Linked DNA regions of Astyanax mexicanus: region 2 is linked to region 1. Evidence: chromatin contacts called from public Hi-C data. All regions are on one chromosome and are shown on one strand. Each heading gives the region's core, a stretch centred on a gene start, on an enhancer-like site or on the middle of the called end of the contact. The rest is flanking DNA. Distances are from core to core; before and after follow the strand shown.

Evidence for each region. Hi-C and Micro-C count contacts between places; a contact is called where the count stands out from the background.
Region 2: a Hi-C map of muscle shows a contact between it and region 1, with 9 times the contacts expected there. The contact joins the enhancer-like site here to the promoter of LOC103036023 in region 1. A contact is called at or near these places in 2 of 3 Hi-C or Micro-C datasets (both in muscle).

Annotation. Positions count from the first base shown.
Region 1 is chr4:26,285,218-26,292,102 of AstMex3_surface, forward strand. LOC103036023 (rho GTPase-activating protein 12) reads left to right here and starts at 4,150. Exons shown (of 17, transcript XM_049476805.1): 1 at 4,150-4,332.
Region 2 is chr4:26,334,719-26,341,490 of AstMex3_surface, forward strand. It overlaps LOC103036023 (rho GTPase-activating protein 12), which reads left to right. Exons shown (of 17, transcript XM_049476805.1): 3 at 2,127-2,366; 4 at 4,070-4,201; 5 at 4,807-4,905; 6 at 5,288-5,419. Among protein-coding and RNA genes, the nearest start is that of LOC103038215, 38 kb to the right of the region's middle. Within about 2 kb of position 1,708, the one cell type or tissue checked has an H3K27ac peak away from gene starts, as active enhancers do.

The DNA of each region.
Region 1 (6,885 bases), core at 2,900-5,399:
GCTGATAAATCACATTAATATTCCTGCAACAGGATTTAAAATGATTAAGATTATTTTTTAAATGTTTGTGTTTATTACATTTATTGAGCCACTTTACTTTTACCCATGTGCGGCCAGGAAAAATAATATAATGCAGTACTCAAATGTATTTTGAAAATGTAAGAAAGTTGCCAATTTTCAATGTATGTTTTTAACATTTAGCTTTATTTTACAAACATGAATTCAGTGTAGTAAAAAAAAGTGCACTGAAGTGCTCTTTAGCTAAAATGTATTTTACAGTGAAGTATGCCAATTATTCAAGCAAGCATCTCTTAAGTAAAGATAACTTGTGCTGTGAACATTTATGGATTAGTGTATTTTCAAACACACTGTGCACTACTATATGCACTCTCTAAATAAGGGTACCAAACTGTCACTGTGGTGATACTCTAAAATGGCTTTAACGTAAACACCTGTACCTTAAGGACCTTTGAGGGTATATTTGCATTGTTTGTACCCAGCAAAACAAATGTATCCATACAGTAGGCAAGAAAGTGTCTTTTAATAATATATTAATAACAAGAAAAAATAAGTAAAAAGTGTCTTAAAATAAAAGTGAAAATTATAGTAATATGTAATAAGCAGGTGTTTTGAATTACCTAATTATCCTCTGGAGGTAACAGGGCCAGACAGAGTGTGAATAAAGACACATTACAAGTTGTGTGTTTCTAGGCCTATACAAATGTTATTAATTAGTCTTTGTTAAATAATATATATCACAGGAAATCAGTAGAAATATGTAGACTACCTTAATAGATATTTTTTTTAAATAAGAACATTAAATTGCCATTATGAAAAAACATAAAGAGAATAAAACCACGACTGGGATTCAAACTAGGCTTCCATCCGGTGTTCTGTCGAGTTTTGCTACCCTGTCAAACCGTGCTATCATAGTGTATATTTAAATGTAAAACTAGTAATCTAAAGTGTTGCTATTTCCGATCCAGTACACACATAAAAGTTAAATATCTAAGTCACTGTGCGTTACTATTTTTATCATTTTCTTAGTAAAAAGATAGTGTAGCGTCCGGCTGGTTGCTTTGAGAAAGATGTTTACAGTCGTCGCTTTATTGCTGAAACTTACAATGGTTGCTATTTTTTTAGATGACCCTGGTTAAAAGAGCCCCTACCAGGGGTCCCTAGAAAACAGAAAGGCCTACCATTACAGGGCCCTTGATCACGAGGGCCCCTGCTATGGCTCCCTTATCTTCCATAGAAGTCGTTTGCCACGGCTCCTTGACTTTCTAGGGACCTACAAACTGACAGACAAGCTTCCATATTTCATAACAGATGTTTTGTTGCAAATAAAACTGCGATTCAGGCTTTACTTAATGGTTCTGAATTTGTATTGTTTTAAAATGATAATGTTCTAGTTCTCTTAAGCGAAGAGACACAAATTAATTTATTTATTTGATGAATGCTATCTTTGACACCGATTAAATTGAGTGAATGTGGCCCAGGGTGTGACAACAAGCCATTTGACTAGTTTCATGTTTCCCCTTTAATAAACAACAGTAAAGAGACCAGTGGTCACTCTATAGCTCTGAAGGAATGCATGAAAGGAAAAGTGCCTTTTCATACTGCAAGCTAATTTTACTGAGCAGCACAATTTGATTTGGTGACAGATGATGAAACAGCAAGTGGTTTTGTTGTAGTAGCTGTGGCTGCGTATGCGTGTAACCCTGATATTTTTTAGATTATTTATTGGAAAACATTTTATTCAGCTTGTTATTCAATGACTATTCAATGACATTTTGAAACGACTTACATGTTTCGAGGCAGTATAAAGGGGTCCCGACAATAATTAAACTTGATTTAATATTATTAACACAGCAGGGGGACCCAGACTATCCTTAATCTGTCCTTGGTTTGTACTTGGTACCTTGGTTTTAGTATTGGTTTGGTATTATTATTATTATTATTATTATTATTATTATTATTATTTGTATTATTATTGTTATAAATTGCGTGTGTATAAGAGCACCAACCATTTAAAATCTTTAAAGGAACATTGACTAAAGTTCAGTAATACAACCCTAACCGATGTCTATGAGACAATATTAACTAAAGCTTATTTAAAGTAGTGATAGTAAAAGTAGGTGTTATGGGAGATCAAATAGTTGATTCAGAAAAAGGTTCGATATAGTAAGATGTTTGAATTTTCATCCACCACAGTGACATCTGGTGGGCAATCAGTCACCAAGTTCAAATAATCCCAAACAGCAGACCATGGTCTTTTTGAGATTCTTCCATCACACGCTGCTAATAGTTTGACAACTTATGAGTAATAAATAATAAAGCAATACAATGTGCGATTTTTCCTCACAAAAACGTTGCAATGCTTTGCATCTCTTTTAAAATGTGGCAATGTTGTCATATATCATGTTTACAGTTCTGAGATCAGATATAAGACTTTTAAACTCTTATTTATTTATAAACCATTGAGGACAAAACATTCGGATCTCAGTTCAGCTGCTTGCACTTTTTTTAGGAGCAAAATGTGCAAAAAGATTAGAAACATTTTCAAACTGTGTGATATAACGAAACCTGTTTTTGGACAATCACATGGATTTTTTTTCATTTTGATACAGACTTTCATCAAAATGAAAATGTATTGGATCACTGTGGTTTAAATAAATCGATTAAGTTCTAATCTGAATTTTGAGTTTGACAACACTAGTTTAAAGTTTGTTTCCCCATCATCATTATTAAAATATGTAATGCAACCACAATTCAGCATTAATTTAATATTCTTTGCAATCTGGGACAACACAAACTCTGTATTATTCTGGCCTACAGAGCAGGTGTCTAAACAATATATTATGGTGTAGGTATTTAGCAACCAGTGTTAGGATCTCAATCCCATGCTTTAGGTTCTTATTCCCACGCCTTAGTATCACATTTCCATGCCTTTATAAGTTGTGGCCATGCTTTTTTTTGTCACCTTAGGGGCTCCATACACATTAGATAAAATGATCAAAAACATAAATTTGTATTTTTTCCATACAAATATAATCCAAAAGTCACCCATCTCAGAGAGAGAATCACACATGTAACCTTATATGAACTGTACCTACACTACCGCTTAAAAGTTTGGGATCACAGTGAATTTTTTCTTGTTTTGATAGATAGATAGATAGATAGATAGATAGATAGATAGATAGATAGATAGATAGACAGATAGACAGATAGATAGATAGATAGATAGATAGATAGATACTTTATTTATCCCGAAGGAAATTTAGGCATCCAGCAGCAACAACACAATACAATAAGAAACATTTCAAACATAAATTAAAACAAAAAATAATAGAAAATATATAAGGCTATAAAAAAAACTTTCTATACAAGGTAAAGATATATCTGTAAACGGAGCAGTGCAGTAGATGTTGCTAATGGTCATTAAATAATTAAATAATTAACAGAGCAAAGTGCAATGTGCAATGACATCGATTATGAAAGTGACTGATGTGACGTGGAAATATAATATAAATATGCATCCATAACAAATATAGTTCTAAAAAGAGAATGTGAAAAAGTGAATACCCAAGCATGAGTAAAGTGTACTTGAATGTAAGTGAGGTTGGGGAAGTGTTAGTGTAAATAATTAAGGGGTTGAATAATGTGGTTTAAAATAAAGCAAATAAACAGGACATGCACAAATGATCAGAGTAAGATATATTGATTTTAATGAAAATGATGACTGTGTACTTTAAATGTTGCTTTCATCAAAGAAGCCACCCTTTGCAGCAATTACAGAATTGCTGACAGTAGGAATATGAGAACATTTTTATTCTTTAAATATCATCTGATACACTTAAATTGATTGTGAAATGGACAATATTGCTTGTAAACTGCATAAAAATGTGTTTTTCTTCCAAACATAGGGAAATTTACAAGTGATCCCAAATTTTTGAGCAGTAGTGTAGGTAGTAAGCTATTAGTAAGTTATTTTACTAACTAATGAACTTTTTGACTTGTTATCCCCCTTGTGTACTGTTGCATCCCCCCTTCAGTCAGCGCGCGAGGGCGCTGCCGCTCAAACACTGGACGACTGGCCGCTCTACATTCCTCACGAGCGGGAGCGCGCCGCCGCTGCCGCCGCGGGTGCGCGCTCGGGAAAGCTGGGGCGAGCAGGCTCCAGGAGTGACGGAGCGCTCGGAGTCGGTGCTGCGGGAAACTGGAACTTACAAATCGTGTGCTGGAGAGGCCGTCTGTAAACAGCCTGTAAACGGGAGGAGAGGACCGAGGACTGCTGTAGCGTCTCTGGAGCCCAGGACAGGAAAAGTTAAGGTAGTAATAAACCTTAGTTTTGTTGCTAATTAACGTTATATGTAAACTAACTAGCTAAGTTAAGTTCCGAGCTCCTAAAAGTACAGCTCCGGATTAATTTAGGGTCGTTATTACTGTTTTTAGACGTTTTGATAAAAAAAAACAGGTTAAATAAAGCAGGTTAGTCTGGCGCGATTTATAAAGATAATAGGTTAAATCTAATGTATTGATTTAAGTCGTTCAGATAGTGAGTTCTGGGTCGAAACTCGGGTTTCCTTCCCGGAGGAATGAGAGAGAACCTGTTCCATCATGTCCGAGCTGAGCCTGGGACTATATTATAGTTAAGTAGCCTAGTCAGGTTAAGTTATATGGCTTGATGAATCAAGATACTCTCTTGGAGGTGGTGTTCGTGATGAATCCAGGCCTAAAAAAGTACAGAATCCGCTCCGGTAATGCGCTATCCATGTTGTTGTTAAGTTTAAATCATGAGGAAATATATACACTTAAACACAAGAACTGATCTGATCCGATCCGCATGAGCTGATGTGAAAGTGTAGAATCCAGTCCGGGGTTTTGTTCCAACTGTTGGAACAAAACACGGAGTGGAGTTTAAGGACCTGGATTTACCACTGTTCGTCTCAGGTAGCGAATTAATTATATTATCTGGCTGTTTTTTTGCGTTTTTACCACCCACGGCTATTTTATCGTCGAAATAACACGTTAAACGACCAACCTATTCTGTTAGTTTGTGTTACTTATAAAAAATTAAGCGCGCTAGAACTGTCAGACCAACTTTTTTTGGCTACGTTAGCTTAGCCAGCTAGCTAACAGCACTTGCACAGGTGAGCAAGCTAGCTAGCTTAGCTTAGGTGGCTAGCGTTAGCATTACCTAGGTAGGTTAGCTTAGCTTTCTACAAGACTAAATCTATTCCTGGCTCTAATTATGAGGATAAAATCGTGAAATTTTCCTTGTTTAAACACTTTACTTAAGTTTCTTTTAATTTCTCTGAACTTAAAATCCCGGCAAGCTAGACAGCTAAGGACTTACTTAAACACAAAAACTGTTATTTTGACATTAGCTAGTAAGCTTAGCTAGCTGCTAAGTTACTTGGTTTCCATGGTTATCAGTTAGTTAGCCATCTATTCCATCATTAAGATTTTAAACAGGACATTTCTGTAAAAAGAAAACTGTATTATTGTCATATTAACCATTTCAGACCTGACTTAAAGCTTTGGAAAAAATAACAGACCACTTAAAAGTGACAAGTTTTTAGATTTTACCAAATTGAAAGCCTCTGAAATATAATCAAGAGGAAGATGGATGATCACAAGCCATCAAACCAAACTGAACTGCTTGAATTTTTGCACCAGGTGTAAAGGCATAAAGTTATCCAAAAGCAGTGTGTAGGACTGGTGGAGGAGAATTAAAAATCAGGGTTGTTCCACCAAATATTGATTTATGAACTCTATAAATATGACCTTGTTTTCTATGCATTATTTGAGGCCTAAAGGCTCTGCATCTTTTTTTTGTTATTTCAGCCATTTCACATTTTCTGCATATAAATGCTCTAAATGACAATATTTTTATTTGGAATTTGGAAGAGATATTGTCCGTAGTTTATGGAATAAAACAATAATGTTCATTTTGATTAAACATATGCATATTAATAGCAAAATCGGAGAAATTGATTCAGAAGTAGTCTTTTAAGTTTTTTCAGAACTGTATATTCCAATGGTGGAAAAACATAAGAATGCTGTTTTCTGTCTGTAAGGCTACGTTTACATTACCAGGCTAAAGTGACTCAAATCAAATTTTTTTGCTCAATGTGGCTCAGATCTGATTTTTTATGGCTGTGTGAATGTGCCAAATCAGATGTTTCAAATCAGATTTGAGTCACTTTCATATGTGGTCCTAAATCAGATTCATGGGCATGCGGCATGAATGTGAATGTATGAATCGGGATTTAATGTGTCTTTTTGCCTTTGTGTGCTGCATGCTTCTCTCTCTTACCCACACATCTCTTGGTGCAGCTGTGTAGCTATAGCTGCAAAAACAGCAAATGCAAGCCGTCTGGCCTTTTTTCTCCATGGATACTTCAGACCAGCTGTTGATTCTCCACTCTAGCAAAAAATGCTCCACATACGAGCTGCTAACTCATCCATTTCCCTTTATAAAGCTAGTCGTCTCTCAAATGACGTTTTTTTTGTTGTTGGTGAAGAAGGTAATGTTGAACAAAAAGTGAAAGTGGAACAGTGGGATAGAGGAGGAAATGAGGGAAAGATGGAAATGAGGTTGGAAGTGGTTTAGTTTGTTAGGGGTGTTACGATATGTCTATAAATGCAGTTTTCGTGGCAGGCATACTTATATGTCTTTTCATGGAACAACACTGCACATGAGACTCGATTGACTCTTTATTAATACCATTATTTAAAAACTATCATTTATTTCTTTTTGCGTAGTTTAGTTTCAGTTTTTGTACAGTTTGTTGAATGTTAGCAAGCAAAATAATGCAACATGCAGTGTTTTATGTTAATTTATTATTATTATTATTATTATTATTATTAAGTTTCAAG
Region 2 (6,772 bases), core at 458-2,957, 47 kb after region 1:
ATCTGCAAAGAAGAGTGGGCCAAAATTCCCCCTGGTGTGTGTGCTAAACTTGTGGTTAACTACAACAAACGTCTCACCGCTGTGCTTGCAAACAAAGGCTTTGCCACTAAGTATTGAGTGTGTTTGGCAAGAGGGATCAAATACTTATTTTCCTCATTGAAATACAAATTAATTAAAATATATTCTTTAAAATTATATTCTGGATTTTTGTCTTGATATTCTGTCTCTCCATGTTAGAATATATCTACCATTAAAAGTGCAGAAGGATAGTGTCTTTATTAGTGGGCAAACAAAGAAAATCAGCAAGGGATCAAATACTTCTTGGACTCACTGTAGATGTGACCTACAATTATAAGTTTCCTTTAATTTAAGAGCCAGGGTTCTAGAGTAGCCAAAACCTAAAGTAAAAGTACTGTTACTTCAAATAATACTTACTCAAGTAGAAGTAAAGTTGTAATTTAAATTATTGCTTGAGGAAGTGAAAGTATTCAGTAAGTCACTTCCATAATCTCATTTAATATTTAAATAGAAAAAAAAATTGCAGTCCTTCCTTGTCCACTAGGGGTGTGACGAGACACTAATATCACGAGAACGAGACGAAACACGATATTGGGTTCATGAGAACGAGACAAGATTTAAAAGTAAAATTTTAAAGAAAATGTCAAAAATGAGTTTTATTTGACAAAATCATATAACACAAACTTAACAGACTGGTTTCTCTCACACATTGATTCTATATAGAAACCACAACCAGTCATATTAAGATTATGGTTTGTGTTTTTTTCTCCTAAATCTCTTGTAATTTAATTCGTAACCATAACCAGTTAGATTAAGACTATGCTTGAAGTGCAAACAGAGACAGAACATGTTTTTAATACAGTACAGAGCTAAGGGATTAGTACAACTGCATATGAAACAGTCACATGTAGGATTTACTTACAGTATTTACATATGGTTTGTGTCTTGTTGGTCACTCTGTTACCGTTTATTGTTTCCACTGGAGCCAAAATGCAGCCAGACATACAACTTAAAAGTAGCAGAAGGATCTTCTATACAAATCCCCTAATTTTTCTCTTCTGCTGAGAGCTGCTCTTGCTGCTCAGCCATCATACTCTATCGCTATCGCTACTGGGTTGCCAGATCCCTCTTAAATCTTAAAAGTCCACACTGTTTTTTTGCCCCGCGAGACAGGTTTAAGCCTGACGAGAAATATTGTCTGTTTTAATCTCGCGAGATCTCGTTAAAACAACTTCTAAAAGTACAATTAGTTCAAAACATTACTTATTGACTAGCAGAGTAAATGTAGCATGTAGAACAAGCCCTGTTAGAGTAGCAGGGGGTGTGTTAAAATAGAGTGCAAGGACCAGGATTGAGAAACACTGATCTGTATAAAAATCTATATCTCTATAATCTCACAATAACTACCATACTTCAGAGAAATTTGTTTGGATTATTTATTTTTCATTTTATCCCATTTTCTACCAAATTTGAAAGCAAATTACCCCATCCACTTATTAGGAGCCTCCCTATCACTAGCAATGCTCTTAACACCAAAAGGGTGTAGGCTAACACATGCTTCCTCTGATCATGTGAAGTCAGACTCCTCCTCCTTTCCAACTGCAGCCAGTAAAGCATTACTGCATAGCCAGCGCTGTGACTGAGCTCACATACATCAGCTAACAGACGGCTGTGCTGGCCCACATCACACTGGGGGTGATGAGGGGAGAGTGCACCATTTACCCACCCAGAGAGAGCATGGCCAAATGTAGTCTCTCAGACTCCGGCTGCTGATGGCGAGCAGCCATCGGAGGTGGGATTTGTAAAAGAAGTCCTCAAATCATATTGGCAGTGCCTTAGTCCACTCAATGACACAGAGTCCTGTAATAAACGTATAATAGTGACTGATCACGTGAACACAACATTAACTGTGTATTATTGGGTTACAAAAATATAGGTCTTTATTGCACCATGTTTTCCTCTGTACAACTGCATGCACCGATCACAATGATTTTACCGCTCAAACTGTTCCATATCAAAACACATTTTTAGGATGAAGTAGATTCCGGTGTTTGAATGTTGATCTGGTTATTGTGTGTGTGTGTGTGTGTGTCTGTCTGTGGGGTCAGAGGTGTTCTGACTCACCTGTCTACACTAACCTGCAGGATTTGAAGATCTCGCAGTCGTCTCAGCCGCCACTGCCCTCGTCCTCTCCGCTCAGCATACATGGAGACTGGGAGACGCACAAAGATCCGAACGGCCGGATCTTCTACTACAACCGCGCCACCCAGGAGAGGGCATGGAAGCCCCCGCGGGCACGGGACTGCAACACCAAGGAAAAACCGGACAACACAAACACAGAGCCTGAGGTACCGTTTTTGAAAAAGAGTCTCCAGCCCTTTTCCCAAAGCTCTACTCTTCTATTGAGCTTAACATCTACCTACATCTAACACACATCTAACACAGATCTAACATCCACGTGTAATATTATATATTATAGCACGGTTACGATCTGTTTGGTTATAAACACTCCGCAAGTTAAAATAGTTCCATTGCTGCTCTGTTTGTAGCAGCGCTGTTTGGCTTTTAAGCGCTGCATCATTGCTGCGTTACCTGTATGTGGTGGAGTAATACAATGAGAGTTTCTGGTACAGTGCATTACCGCCTCTCAGCCAATCACATTACAGATTTGGAACTAACTGTGGTATAAATAATGTTATACAGGGGTTGGACAATGAAACTGAAACACCTGGTTTTAGAGCACAATAATTGATTGTGGTGACGGACAGTTCTGGTGGAAACAGGAGAGTTGAGGTGCACATTGAATTCTGCCATGATTTGATCAGCCGTGGTTTTATGTTTTTTGGGTACAATCCGGGTTAGCACCCGAACATCCCTTTCAGACAGCTTCCTCTTACAGCATCCACAGTTAATCCTGTTGGATGTGGTTGGTCCTTCTTGGTGGTATGCTGACAATACCCTGGATACCGTGGTTTTTGATGCATCACAAAGACTTGCTGTCTTGGTCACAGATGCGCCAGCAAGATGCGCACCAACAGTTTGTCCTCTTTTGAACTCTGGTATGTCACCCATAATGTTGTGTGCATTGCAATATTTTGAGCAGAACTCTGCTCTTACCCTGCTAATTAAACCTTCACACTCTGCTCTTACTGGTGCAATGTGCAGTTAATGAAGATTGGCCACCAGGCTGCTCCTATTTAGTCATGAAACCTCCCATATTAAAATGACAGGTGTTTCAGTTTCATTGTCCAACCCCTGTATGTAATCATCACAGTCACTGTCATTTAACGTTTTTACATTACATTACATGGTTTTATCCAGAGTGACTTACAAAGTTATTCTTATTACAGAGGTGGACCAATGTAGTGTTAGGAGTCTTGCCCAAGGACTCATATTGGTGTAGCACAGCATTCAGTCACCCAGACCTGGAATTGAACCCCAGTCCCCACATGTGGTAGCTCACTGACAGGTGGTGGTGTTATCCACTGCACCACACCAACGACAATGTATTTTTGAAAATAGTTTACATAATGCTTTTATATGTACCATACGATAATAATTGGTGGAACTACAGCCTTTAGGTTAAAACGTATAGACCCAAACCTATAGAACTGTTCTCAACACATTTCTTTAGTTCCCGGGGCTCTATAAAAACACAAGCCCATGCATGCCCCCACCACACACACACACATACACACACACTCACTTTCAGCCTCCTGAATGATTGCTCAGTTCAATGCTGTAGTGCATGATGGGATAGCATACTGACCTCAAATCACCCTGGGTCTCATAATCTACTACTGTCTAATCTAACTCTTTCTCTGATGTGTTTCTTCTCTTATTGCGGTGTGGATGTGCAGCATGTAGTTTTCGAGCGTTGTAATAACACTAATACGTTGCTGTTGGTGATGGAATGGATGATTTATTTAATTATTTATTTTTTAATGATTGCCTCCTCCTCCTGTATCCTCTCACTCCTTTCCTCCTTTCTTTTTTCTTCCCCCTCTTTCTTCTTACTTCTTCCCGCTGGTCTGTGATTGCCTGGGTGAAGGTTTTCTCGTCGGAGGAGAACTATCTGAGTAGCCAATCAGATAGCCAGTATGGCTCGCCCCCTAGAGGCTGGTCAGAAGAGCTTGATGAGTATGGACATACGCTGTATGTGTCTGACTATACTAATGAGAAGGTATACACCCACAGACACAGATACACTAACACTGATAAAGAGCAGCTAGTTAAGCAGTAGGGCTGCAACGATTATTCAGTATAATCGATAATGTTGATTATAAAATTTGTTGACTGCAAATATCAGTGTAGAATAATGATTACTTTGGGCACAGAAATGCAGGAGAGGAAAAAGGGGGAGGTGGGCTGCTCACACAGATTACACTCAACTTGGTCTGTGTCTTCAAAAGTGCCCAAACACAACAGATTATATGTATTTACTCACATTTACATATATTCTGGGCATTTAAATGGGAATTAAATGACACTTTTAGGTGTTTCTATTTTATCATTTTGAAGAAATTGAGGGCTTGGTAGAAATAATTGTTAACTTATTAAAAAAAATTGCCAACTACCAAAATAGTCATTAGTTGCAGCTCTAATGAGCAGTGGGATCTAACAGTCTGAAACTACTGTTTTTAAAATGAAAAGTGTAAGGGGAAAAAGTTGTCATGGACATGGTCAGTGTCACCAAATTTATTTGTTTTTGCTTCTTGTAGCTTTTTTCTTTTGTCCCTAAAAGTTTACAAGTGTGTTTGTTGTGTGTGTGTGTGTGTGTGTGTGTAGTGGATTAAGCACACAGATGAACAGGGGCGGCCGTATTACTACAGTGCAGACGGCTCCAGATCTGAGTGGGAACTTCCAAAAGTGAATTTGAGAAAACAGGTAAGTGTTTACTAGGACTGGAAATTTTCAGTACCAATTTTCAATAAAGACAGGCACCAAAAAAATTTTTTTTTTTTTTTTTACACCATTCTGTATTAGTGTGACATTTCAGTCGGTGCTTTTGATATCAAATTTTGATTACCTAACCCTAGTGTTTATCAGTGCTTTATGTTTACAACTTACTGTGGTTCGTTACATAAGAGTTGAGTTGAGTTGGATTTGTTGTTTTTTTTTCCCATATCTGATCCTTAAATTTGTGCTGTTGTTTGCTAACTTCTCTAAACGATGCAGCCGTGTCAGTAAATAAATGATTAGTCACTGCTGTTCTGTCTGTGTTGAGGAATAGCATTATACCCTCTCTTTCTGCTTTACTCTGTTTTAGATGACTCCACCTGCCTTGATGCCAAAGAGTGAAGAAATGCCTAAAACACGCAGTCTGGATCGGAGACAGCCGGCCAACATAGTTCTGACTGAGTGGAGGCGCAGTACGTGTGTGTTAGAGCCTAATGACAAGGTACAAACTCATTCATATACTGATTCAGATAGACAGCTTCTAGGATTAAAATAAGGAAATAGAACAAATGAATTGAATGGAAGTATCTGCAGCAGTAGAGACCATGTTTGATTAATGGACCTAACACTCAGTACTTTAATGAAAACCTGATGGGATGTGACAATCCACACAAATATTATCAAAACTATAAAATGTGTTGCACTTTTAGCCATGCACCTGGAGAAGCTGTGGTTTATATGGAAGACTCTGACTAATGACCAAATAATCTAAACTTGACTGGCTATATATTTTCCTGTTTCATAAGGCAGCTAATGTAGGTTTAAATGATGTGTACTGTACTGTGCTGTGCAGAAAAAATAGAGCTATGAAAATTAGAATTAAAATGCTCCCTATCTGATTTAGTTTTTATTTTCTGAATAAAACACTAAAGCTGTATTCACACAACAAGACTTATTTCTCATAACTGCTGACATGAACCAGTTATAATGAGCCTGATATACTACCTGCATTTTTTTAGTAATTAAAGTGTTAAAACTGACCTTTTTAACTAGAGTTCCGAGTTGTTTAAATGAGTGAAAACTCTTCAAAATAATGTTAATAAGAAGTGCAGCATTGTACAATCAAAGCCCTGTTCTTTAAGAAAACTGTTTATTAAGAATAGAACTCTGAAATGTAATGCAGACGAGTGGAGGATTATACTGTGCGATTATAACATTCTAACAACTACACTAACAACGACTCTTTGCGCATTTTAGCTTACCATATTTTTTGTACTACAGGTGCTGGTCAACGAATTAGAATAATTTGAAATAGTGCAATCATGAAATTCTTTGAATGCATTTTTTGTGCAGAAAGCAAATCAGGTGTTCACCGCACCTGTCCTACTTGTTAGACTAATCACAGAACTCGTTACCTGGAAAAAAATTTGCTCAGCTGAGCTTTCCAAAAGGCCCATTTAGGCCATTTAACTGTGACACTGTTGTTTTATTGAATTAGAATAATGGAGAAACCGTTTCATTGAATTAGAATAATTTTTATTATAATTACAGTCATCACTTTCTCAGTATTTTGTGGCTGCCCCCTTGGCTTGTATGACTGCCTGAAGTCTCCGCGGCATCGATTTGACCAGCTTGTCGCAAGTTTCCGCACTCACAGCTTCCCAGGCAGTGGCGATGTTCTGCTTCAGTTGGTCCAGCGTAGTAGGCTTTCTGTCGCGAATGTTCCGCTTGACGATGGCCCAAAGGTTTTCAATGACATTGAGGTCAGGCGAGTTGGCCGGCCATGCCAAAACTTCAAGCTGTTTTTTAGTGAACCAATCTTTGGTCGACTTTGCCGCATGAGCCGGTGCAAGAT